2 separate regions of the Sus scrofa genome follow, and region 1 is linked to region 2. Evidence: chromatin contacts called from public Hi-C data. All regions are on one chromosome and are shown on one strand. The core of a region is the stretch at or near the end of the contact, and the rest is flanking DNA. Distances in the headings are between cores, read along the strand shown.

Region 1 (5,387 bases), core at 1,556-4,055, 91 kb before region 2:
AAGCACTGTGACCTGCAAATGCTGTCTCTCCTGTCTCACCTTCACAGGCCTGGCATTCTTCTATTTCAAGGTAACACCTCCCTCCACCGTCAGCGTCTTTTTTCTCCTCATTGGAGACAATGACTGGCACCCCCTCAGATCCTCTGCACACCCCTAACCTAGGTTTTTCTTTATTTACGGTCACTGTCTGCATGTCCATTGTTCCCACCAGAATGCTGGTTCCTTATGAGCAGCATCTGTGCCTTTTTCGCTTCTGTTTCTCTGATGACTGCACTTATAAAGTGTTAAATAATTTTCATGTAAAGTGCTAATTTTAAGACTTTTGCTGTAGCCTGGAACAGAGACACTGTGTGAGAAATTATAGGTTGAAGCAATTAGTCTGAGACAAATCATTAGTGAAAAAGGCTCAATTTAAAGTGAAACTCCCCCTTTTAGGATATAATCTCTTATTGGGATATGCTACATGATCCTTCTCTATAGCACATTCACAAATAACTACTGCCTTATTAGAGATCACAAACTCAAATGCCTAAGGGAGTCAGGCAGGTAATGAATGATACTGGCAAGTTAGAGGAGGAAGGAAGTGGCAATCTAGGACCAGTACATCTTCAGCCACAGCTGATTATCACTTGCCATCCTCTCTTCAACATTTAAGGACTGTTCTAGGTGCTTAAGGATCTGTCCATGGATCAAACATTCCTGACTTCACATGGCTTGGCAAGTTTCTAGTTGGAGGAAGGTACAGATCATAAAAAGTAAATGTAGTAAATACTGTTAGATAAGCCCTGAGAAGGTGATAAGCACCATGGGAAAAAAAAAAAAAAAAAAAAAAAAAAAAGGGCAGAGTTCCCACTGTGGTGCAGCAGGTTAAGAATCCTACTCCAGGAGTTCTCGTCATGGCTCAGTAGTTAACGAATCTGACTAGGAACCATTAGGTTGCAGGTTTGATCCCTGGCCTTGCTGTGAGCTGTGGTGTAGGTTGTAGACACGGCTCGGATCCTGTGTTGCTGTGGTGCAGGCCGGCAGCTACAGCTCCGATTAGACCCCTAGCCTGGGAACCTCCATATATGCCACGAGAGCGGCCCTAGAAAAGGCAAAAAAAAAAAAAAAAAAAAAAAAAAAAAAAAATCCTACTCCAGTGGCTCAGATCGCTGAGGAGACATGGGTTTGATTAGCCCCTAGAAGGGGAACTTCCATATGCCCTGGGTGTTGCCATTAAAACAAACAAATAAACAAACCAAAAACACACCATAAACCACAATGTGGGAATTGGGAATGCTGGGTAAGGGGAAACATCAGGCCTGTGAGAGCTTCCATTTGAATTTTCAGGAGAAATCAGAAATCCAAATTGATGCGAAATCTGCTTTTTCAATAAATATACTATTCAAATGAGAAAAAAAAAACATGCCAAGAGCCAAACAAGACCCATGTCCATGGGCCAAATGAGGTCCAGGTATAGAAGTCTGTCATCTTTACACTAGTTCAATACTTCTCTAAGCATCATCAGCATCAGCATCATCTAGGAATTTCACCCCTACCCAGAATCTGAACCTCTGGATGTGGGGCCCAGTGTCATTTTCTAACAAGTGTCCATGGTGATTCTGATGCACATTCAAGTTTGAGACCACTGCACTAGAGAAATGCATTTGGTTACTGGTGAAGCACACAGTATGCTGAGCATCTATACAGACACAGCTGGAGACTACTCTTCTGACAAGGAACAAAATGACATTTATGAGTAACTACAATGCTGAAAACCACAGAGGCCATCTAAATGTCCATCTGCCCCTACTCCCACACTCTTTAAGGGCCTCTTGACATGCAGTGCATGTTACCACATGGCCTGCATACTCAGAGCACGTACACCATACACTCCCCACTCTTGTCATGTGATCAGAGCCATCCACAGGAACCTGCGGAGTAAAGTGGTGCCTGACAGGCTCCTTTACCCTTGACACTCCCCAGACCACCAGCCTGCCAGAGCCCCCCAATTTCCACCTGCTGCCCACACAGTCCTCGAGGAGGAAGCCAGGCTCCTAATAACAGAGCAGGTGTGCAGACATGGTTGAGAAGAAAGCCACTTCAACAGTGACACAGATTAACATCACAGAGAAATGTGTACATTATTAATGTGGAGAAATTCTCAAAGTATTTTACCTTCCAAAAGCTGCAAATTCCCATATGTGTTCATCAAGAAAAGAAAAGTCATTTTTGGTTATTTTGGTCTCAAATGGCACCAAATAATTAAACAAAAACTACAACCTCGAGTTACCCCAGGTCTGAGGATTTTATTGGTTTAGCCAGAAATGTCTTACCTTCATTTTGACCTTTGCACAGGAGGTGAGACTTTCTCGACAGCCTTTATGGACAAAAGCACTGCAATCTGAAAGGAGGGCAAAATCCATGGTGACATTAATACCCAGCAAACAGATCCCAGAGTCTGATCTTCCCCCGCCACAGCAACCTTTGGACTTCCAGGTGAAGCCACTTGCATGTGTGAATGTGACTAACTGAAATTACAGTCTGAGGCCTCTTTCAGGAAGCAGGCATGAGATGTCATTTGGAGGAGAAACAGAGCAGATGTGATTTCCGATTAATGAAAACTAGACATCTGGAACTTCTTGGGCAGGAAGCTGAAAGGCTACCAAAACTAAAAGTGAAAGTGTTTGTCATCGGTAGATAAGTCTAAGGCACAAATAATACACAAATGATAAGTATTTATACATACACATATGGGCACTGACATATATACACAATAACAACATCCACCTTAAAAGGGGTTGTGAAATTTGTATGACTCTGTCAAAAGTAGAGTATGATTATGAAAATCTGCCTGTTTATGTAGTTCAACTTGGGATCCTAACTACTCTGAGCTTTTTGCAACTCAGCACCCTGAGTCAAGAGCCTCTGAAGAAATATCATCAGAACTACCCCAAAGCACCTCTGGGAACCCTGAGTCAAGAGAAAGTGGGAGACTTCCTGAAAGATGAAGCAGAGATTTCCCCAAAAGATGAAGCAGAGTCCACAATACACCAAGGACACAATTTTTATCTCAACTCTATTTCTCATTTCTTGGTCCACAAGGGCCACTGATGTAAAAGCCCAGCCCTCTGTGCCTCCAAAGGGCTGTGGTCAGCTCATACTGCTGCTATGATGTCATAAAACAACTATGTCAGGAGGCCAGAGGTGAAGAAGAAACAAATAAAAGAGCTGCCTGTGGGGACACCCCATGAAAGAGCGCCTCCAGGGAAAGGCTCCCTGAGAAAATCGGACAGACACCATCCACACAACACTTCACACGTTGATTCAGGAAGCACCACAGGCCCTGCCTATGGCGACCCACTAATCATGAGCCACAATGCTCTGCTGGCTCAGAGGTATGGGCTACAGGATACTAGAATGGAGACTGCCAGAACCCTAGACCCCAAAGCTTTTTTTCCCATTCCTTCCTCAATGCTTACTTGGTTCACAGGTCTTTTCCTAACACACCAGTTACAATGGGTTGGGTCATCTTTCGGTTTTCTCCTCCACTGGGTGCTCCTCCAGGGTAGGGTCCCTTTACCTACTGCTGAATCTTCAATGACATCTCCAGCACAGGGCCTGGCTCATGCCACCTATTCAAATGTCTGTTTTAGATCTTATGTCTATTTAATCCAAAAGACAAGCACCCTGACACAACCTTGATTACAGTATATCAAATACCAACTTATTAACACTAAAGGAGAACGAGAATAACAGCTGTCACAATAAATGAGATTTAGGTCCTGGCTCTCTTAACTAGTTAATGTGACTCTATGCAAGTTCCTTCTCTACAGGCCTCAGTTCTCTCATCCATAAAATGAAAGCAAGGACCACATTTCTCCACAGGCTCCCTTCCTCTGTGATTCTACAAGACTCCTTCCTTATGCTTCATCTCCTGAAGAAAGATACTTTTTTGAAGTAAATCCACTGGATTGTTCTATAAGGTTCATGTTGCAGAAGAGTTTTCAATTTCTTAGTCATATAAATTATCACTAGGACAGACCATCCTTCAGGGCATGGTTAGAGAGGGACTAAGTAATCAATAGGCCAACTGGAGGGATCCTGGCTAATGCTATTGCCATAAAAGTGGCGATCAGGAGCAATTCCACTTTTGTCTGGAAGTGGGGCGGAGTGAAACTATTCTGGGCCTTGGTCTTTCACTCCCACTCCTGGGCATATCAGGGTTCCTCTCTTGCCAACATCACTGTCTGGTCATTTTCCTGATATTAATCAATCAGAAGAGACATCCAAGTTCATTTACCAATAGCAGCATGAGAGACTCTCCTGGGAAAAGCTCATTCAGGGAATCTCAAGAGGAAAAAACCTGGAAGGTGTTATCTCAGTCACAACTCTATTCTTGCTCCCACTGTTTTCCTCTCCAGGAGTACACGGTAAGGGAGTTACATGGATGCTAGGCTCCTTGTAATTTCCACCGTTTGTGATCATGACCGTTTCCATATAAGTCGTGAAACTATTCTAGAAGCCAGCAGTTATGAAAAGGTTATATATCACTGAATGTTAATGCCAGAGTTTCTCACCAACATCCCTTTCTGGGCACTAGGAAGCCTTGCAGAAAGAGACCCTTGAGGAGTGACTCATTCTAATCAGCAAAGGGGAACATTTTGAGGATATTTTTCTTAAGAACCAGAAACCACTGGACCTCATTAATTTGTCTAGTTCTCTGCTACTTGGAAATAAGGATAAAATTTGACAAAGAAATCGTCTTAACTGCTCAAGAGGAAAAAAGCAGAATTGCAATTTGCAAACAGAAACCCACATGACTCTTGAAACCACACCACCTACCCCCAAACTCAATGCCTTTATGCCCTTCCGCACATAATGCAACAGAACTCATGTTCCAGGGTCTAGACTCTAGTGAACTAGAGACTAAAGACTTTAAGCCACACTAACCAACAGTCTTCCGGAAAGAGTCAAGGAGGCTGAAGCATTTGTCCTTAATGATTTGTATTACAACTTTTTTGCCTTTCATTCCCAGAAACTCTTTAATGGCTTCCCTTCATCTTTAGTATCAAGCTCCAACTTCTCACTAGCTTCATGTGGCCTGTCAGGTATTGCGTATGTTTCTAACCCCTTGCCATGTTCTGTCACACCTCCAGCTCTGAACACGCCGCTGCCTGCACCTGAGCCCTTCCCTCTCTGCCCTCCTTGACTGGGCTGGCAGACTCGGCTCTATGATGTCTTCTCTGACTCCCTACCTCTGCACTTCTGGTATCCCATGCCTGCCTCCATCACGATACTCTACTGAAATGGCCACACTCTTCCTCTGGACAGAAAATTACTGGAGGGAATCTAATTTGTCTTTTTAAACTTTACATCTCTATTTCCAGCCTCAGGCCCATAATAGT
Region 2 (4,976 bases), core at 1,991-4,490:
AAAGAGGTCTGGATTTTACCATGTAAATGTTTCACGGACCTTGGTGAGAGCAAGTTCTGCTATAGGAGCAGAGTGATGAAAGTAGAATTTCAACATTCTACCATTTCTTAGGGGAAATTTTAAGTTCTGCCTATATATGCCACTTTTTCTAGTTTTCTCTTAAGACACTACGCTTTATGTATTTATTTTATTCTCTCTCTCTTTTTTAAGGCTGCACCACAGCATTTGGAGGTTCCCAGGCTAGGGGTCGAATTGGAGCTGCAGCTGCCGGCCTACACCACAGCCACAGCAACGTGGGATCCAAGCTGTGTATGAGGCCTCACCACAGCTCACGGCAATGCCAGATCCCTAACCCAACGAGCAAGGCCAGGGATTGAACCCATGTCCCCATGGATACTAATCGGGTTCTCCAACCATTGAGCCACGATGGGAACTCCCATTTCACCCTTTAGACAAAGTGCCTTAGGGAATCATTAAAGAATAGGTTACTATAGGATGGCTAAGCTGGTAGTAAATATTTTAGTGTTTAAAAAACTTTGAGAAGTAAATGAAACATTAATAGAGAAAAAGGACCATTTACACAAACTGAATTCTATGCTTGCTTTTTTTTTTCTTTCTTTCTTTTTTTTTTTTTTTTGTATGTACTTTCAATACTTTCCAAGAGATTCTGTCATAGAGACCAAAAGAGAACACTTGAGTGTACACACTGAATCTTGGTTAGGAATATGGACAAAGGTTTCATAACAGCTAGAGGAGGGAAGCAGGGTGGACAGTGTTTTGGCAAGGAAATGGAAACAGAAGGGAACAGCCAAGAAGTAAGAAACTCCCTTTCCATATGATCATCTATGGAAATAAGAACAAACCTCATTCTATAAAACAAAGGCAATGAGGTCAGGGAAACAACACTGACAATTATGGACCAGAATTTTGTCATGGAAGTCTGTCACCACCAACACATCATGGCCAATTAGTAGCAAATTAGCAAATATTGGCTAAATTTATCTATCTATTCAACAAATATTTTAAATGTCTGCTGCAGTTATGGTGCTCTGTAAGATGTTACGAGAGATATAAAGATGAATGAGATTTCTGGGACCTCAAGGAAACACAGCAGGAGCAATCAATGGCATGAAATATAAGACGGTGTGGACAGTATAAATGAAATTCAGGGTTTCAGCAAGGAATAAGGAATCTCTGACTGCGCTGACTAAGTAGAAAGGTTTCATGAAGGTGGTGGTTTAACTTAAAGGGACAGAGAGAGAAAACAGGAGAGAGGAGGCAGGCATCACCTATGGAGACTGTAAGTGAAGGTACAGGTGTCGATGAGTGATACGTATGAGAGGACTAGCAAGCTGTCTAGTTATATGCATCAAATTACTGTAAGAGAGTGCTATGACATTAGCCTGGAAAAGCATTAACAGCCTAGACTATAAAAGCATACGATGCTATGCTAAAAGGTTTAGTCTCTATTCAGAGGCAGCTGGGAGCCACTGAAGATGCTTCAGCACAGAAGTGGTATGTGTTGTGCTGTAATTCAGGAAGAATGTACAAGTCTTTAGCTTCATCAAGTTTAATCTCCTTTGACATCATGCCATATTCCATGATCCTTACCCAGTCTCATTTGCTATTATACTCAAGACAGGTAGATGGTTGGTCTGTCAAGTTTCACAATTAGGATATGGTTCTTCCTACCTCAATGTCCCTGGCTCTTAGGACAATCGTGGTTTCTGGAATACCCTACCTTGTCTCTCCACGTTAACCAAAATCTACCCTTCAAATCCCACTTTTCTAGTTAAGTGCTCTGCCTACTCTAACACTCCTTATAACTATGCTATGAACTATGATGGTCCTTAGACTGTGAGAGACTCACTTTATGGTTTCTGTTCTATACTGTTCCTTGATGCTGTGTGTTAATCTGCCTCTAAGTAGAATGACAAGTTCCTTAAAACCCAGGTGCTTCTTCAATCTAAGGGTGTCAAAAATGGTATTAGACATCCAAAGGCTAAATGAATAACTGATTATGAATTCATTTAATACCACAATCATAATCTTAAGACTTTTCAAATAACTGACCAGATTTATTTATTAAACAAGAGGGGAAAAAAAAGTCTGTCAGTGTTAACATACGCAAAAGGTGAAGAGTCTTAAAAGTGCTCCTGATTTAAAGGATAAAAGCCCTGGCCAGATAAGAAAACTCACGTTCAAAATAGCCATACCCTTAGGAAAGTTTTGAATCCCACATAAAATGAAAATGTGTTACTTTAGGAAATTACCCGATTTATTTATTTATTTTTTTTACTTCACAGCAAAAAGAATAGCTCTAGCATAGTCACTCAGTCAGACAAGCCAAAAAATGATTCAGCTTCCCATGGAAGACTTCCCTCATCCTTCCAAGGCAAACACACTAGTACAGTCATGCCTTCCAAAGAAAAATGTAGAGGTATAACTTGCTCATAATTTATCAGTTGCCCAAAAGACAAAGCAAAGGGAAAAGAGAAAAATCCTTCAAGAAGGAAACCTACTTTTAAACACTACTGCCAGAGGATAAAGAGAACAGAAACATATAGTAAAAGAAAAATGCTGCTATGAGGAATAAATGAATTAAACAGGTAAAGTACTTTGTATATAGTGCCTGTGACATGAGTACTATATAAGTATTAGTGGCTATAATATTTTCACTTTGTTATCGTCATTACATTTTTTGCCTTATTTTCAAAGTGATATTTAAGTTAGCCTGCAAAAGACACATAAGAAAAAAAACAAGTAGCTGAAAATTCTGATTCGAGTTATAAGTGAAAGAACAGAACACCTTTGCTCTGAATCAGACCACCATGTTCCCTCTGAAAATACTCTGTATCATGACAAGAAAGCTGGACTGGGGGGAAAAGTTAGGTTTTCTTTCCTCTAGTAAGTGGAGCGGGGGGTAGGTAGTTGCTCCAGAAACTAAGTGGAGAAGGGGGTAGGTAGCTGCTCCAGAAACTAAGATTAGAGGAGTCACTCAGCATCTGAAAGCCGAGCTGAGTTCTTTAAAACTTGAGGTCAAGATAGGACTGGGGGCTCAGATGGAAGAGTTAGCCTTGGGAAAAAAGAAAAAGAAGCCTCTTCATCTGAGGCAAAAGGAAAGAAGAAAAGACAGATATTTATAGATTTTTTTTCCTGGCCAATCCCCAACTGCCTAATTTGGACTGAACTTAGAGTGTCCCTGAACAATCCCCACCCAGACAGCCAAAATACCAGTGTGACCACTGGGATAAAGAGCATGCAGCTCCAGGAAGTGACTCTGGGAGGAAAGCATAACACCAGGACAGCCTCTCTGGTCTCTCACCTCTCCTTGTAAGACTCTTCCACTGCCATCATGCAAGTCATCCTACCGTGCTCAGATTAGATCCGACTCTGGCTGCCCCCATGTCCTTGATTCTGCTTTCACGTTCCTCCCCATAGAAGCAAAACAAGTCAAGTCCTTAAGACCCCTTCAAACGCCATCACATCCATGATGCCTCCTCTGAATAATTCAGTCAAAAAACCTGCCTGTCTTTCCTCTCACTCTACTGAACTGTGCCAGCACTCCTACCACACTTAAATCACTCACCAACGATCACAATTATCAAGGTATCTGTTGTATGAGTCTCTTGGACCAAGACATCCACTTCTTTGTATTTCCTTTAGGTTCTTGGGCTTATTTATTTAGCATTTAGCAAATAGTTTCTATGAGAATGAATAAATATCCATCTTTCTGTCTGAAGAGCAATTTTCAGGCAAGGTAACCAATTCTCAGGAGTAGATCAAACTGGTGCAGGCAACCTAGATACAGAAGCTCCTTTATTCACAGATTTATATAAGCCATGGAATTTTGATACACAGACATGCACGAGAGAAAAGGGCATCTACACTGCTCACCACAAATGAATGGCATTAGTGGTTAGACCTTTTTATTAACTAGATATATCAAAAATTAATCAGCAAGTAAAAGAACAGAATTCTCTGCCTACCTTGAATGCTTTTTTAAAATAAAAATTTCAGGAGTTCCCATTGTGGCACAGTGGTTAATGAAGCCGACTAATATTCATGAAGATGCAGGATGGATCCCTGGCCTTGCTCAGTGGGTTAAGGATCTGGCATTGCCATGAGCTGTGGTGTAGGTCGCAGATGCAGCTCAGATCCTATGTTGCTGTGGCTGTGGTGCAGGCTGGCAGCTGCAGCTCCGATTCGACCCCTAGCCTGGGAACCTCCACGTGCTGTGGGTGCAGCCCTAAAAAGACAGAAGACCAATAAATAAATAAATAAAAATTGTAAAAAGTAAAATAAAAATTTCACTTTGGGAGTTCCCTTGTGGTGCCACGTGTTAAGGATCTGGTGTTATCACTGTAGCAGCCTGTGGCATGTGGAAGTTCCCAGGTCAGGGACTGAACCCACGGCACAGCACCAACTCAAGATGCTACAACGACAACACCAGATCCTTAACCCACTGAACCACAAAGGAACACCTAATGTGAATATTTTTAATGCAAACTTTGAAAATAGAAAAAAACAAAAAACTGTTGCCAGTGAAACAATCAATTTAGGACCAAGTTTCATGGAAGCATTTTGATAATTTCTCCAAAGATATGTGTGTGTATGTGCATGTGTGCTCGTGAACGTGTGTTTAACAGTTCAGAAGACATGCTTAGCACTGACCATTTGTGTACCCTGTCAAGGACAGTACATCTAGCAAATCAGGGAACCCATGAACATAGTGTAAAAAACTTGTAGGACAACAAAGCATTATTAGGGTTACCCTCTGAGCTCCCAGCACTGAGCAGGAAGGACACATAGAAAGCCTTTGCTCTGTTCCTGCAACTTGCCATCTGTAAGACTATTATTTGTTCTCCCTTGCCTCCTCTATGAGAATGTTATCATAGTAAGCATTAGTAGTCTTCAAAAGAGCACAGTATTATTTAATATGGCTACTGGTACTTTCTTTCATACAAGTAGTTTTC

What was found. Hi-C and Micro-C count contacts between places; a contact is called where the count stands out from the background.
Region 1: a contact with region 2 is called in a Hi-C map of liver, with 1.7 times the contacts expected there. The contact joins two enhancer-like sites. A contact is called at or near these places in 2 of 5 promoter capture datasets (fetal liver and liver), 6 of 47 Hi-C or Micro-C datasets (blood, fibroblasts, liver and 1 more) and 2 of 2 datasets of contacts at active chromatin or transcription factors (alveolar macrophages and skeletal muscle).

What each region holds. Positions count from the first base shown.
Region 1 is chr7:88,183,954-88,189,340 of Sscrofa11.1, reverse strand. AKAP13 (A-kinase anchor protein 13) reads right to left here. Exons shown (of 38, transcript XM_021099912.1): 19 at 2,316-2,383. Among named protein-coding and RNA genes, the nearest start is that of KLHL25, 110 kb to the left of the region's middle. Within about 2 kb of position 2,805, at least 28 of the 83 cell types and tissues checked have an H3K27ac peak or open chromatin away from gene starts, as enhancers often do. A contact at or near this core is called in liver, where this site is marked.
Region 2 is chr7:88,094,030-88,099,005 of Sscrofa11.1, reverse strand. The region is part of intron 8 of AKAP13 (A-kinase anchor protein 13); the gene reads right to left. Among named protein-coding and RNA genes, the nearest start is that of KLHL25, 200 kb to the left of the region's middle. Within about 2 kb of position 3,240, at least 9 of the 83 cell types and tissues checked have an H3K27ac peak or open chromatin away from gene starts, as enhancers often do. A contact at or near this core is called in liver, where this site is marked.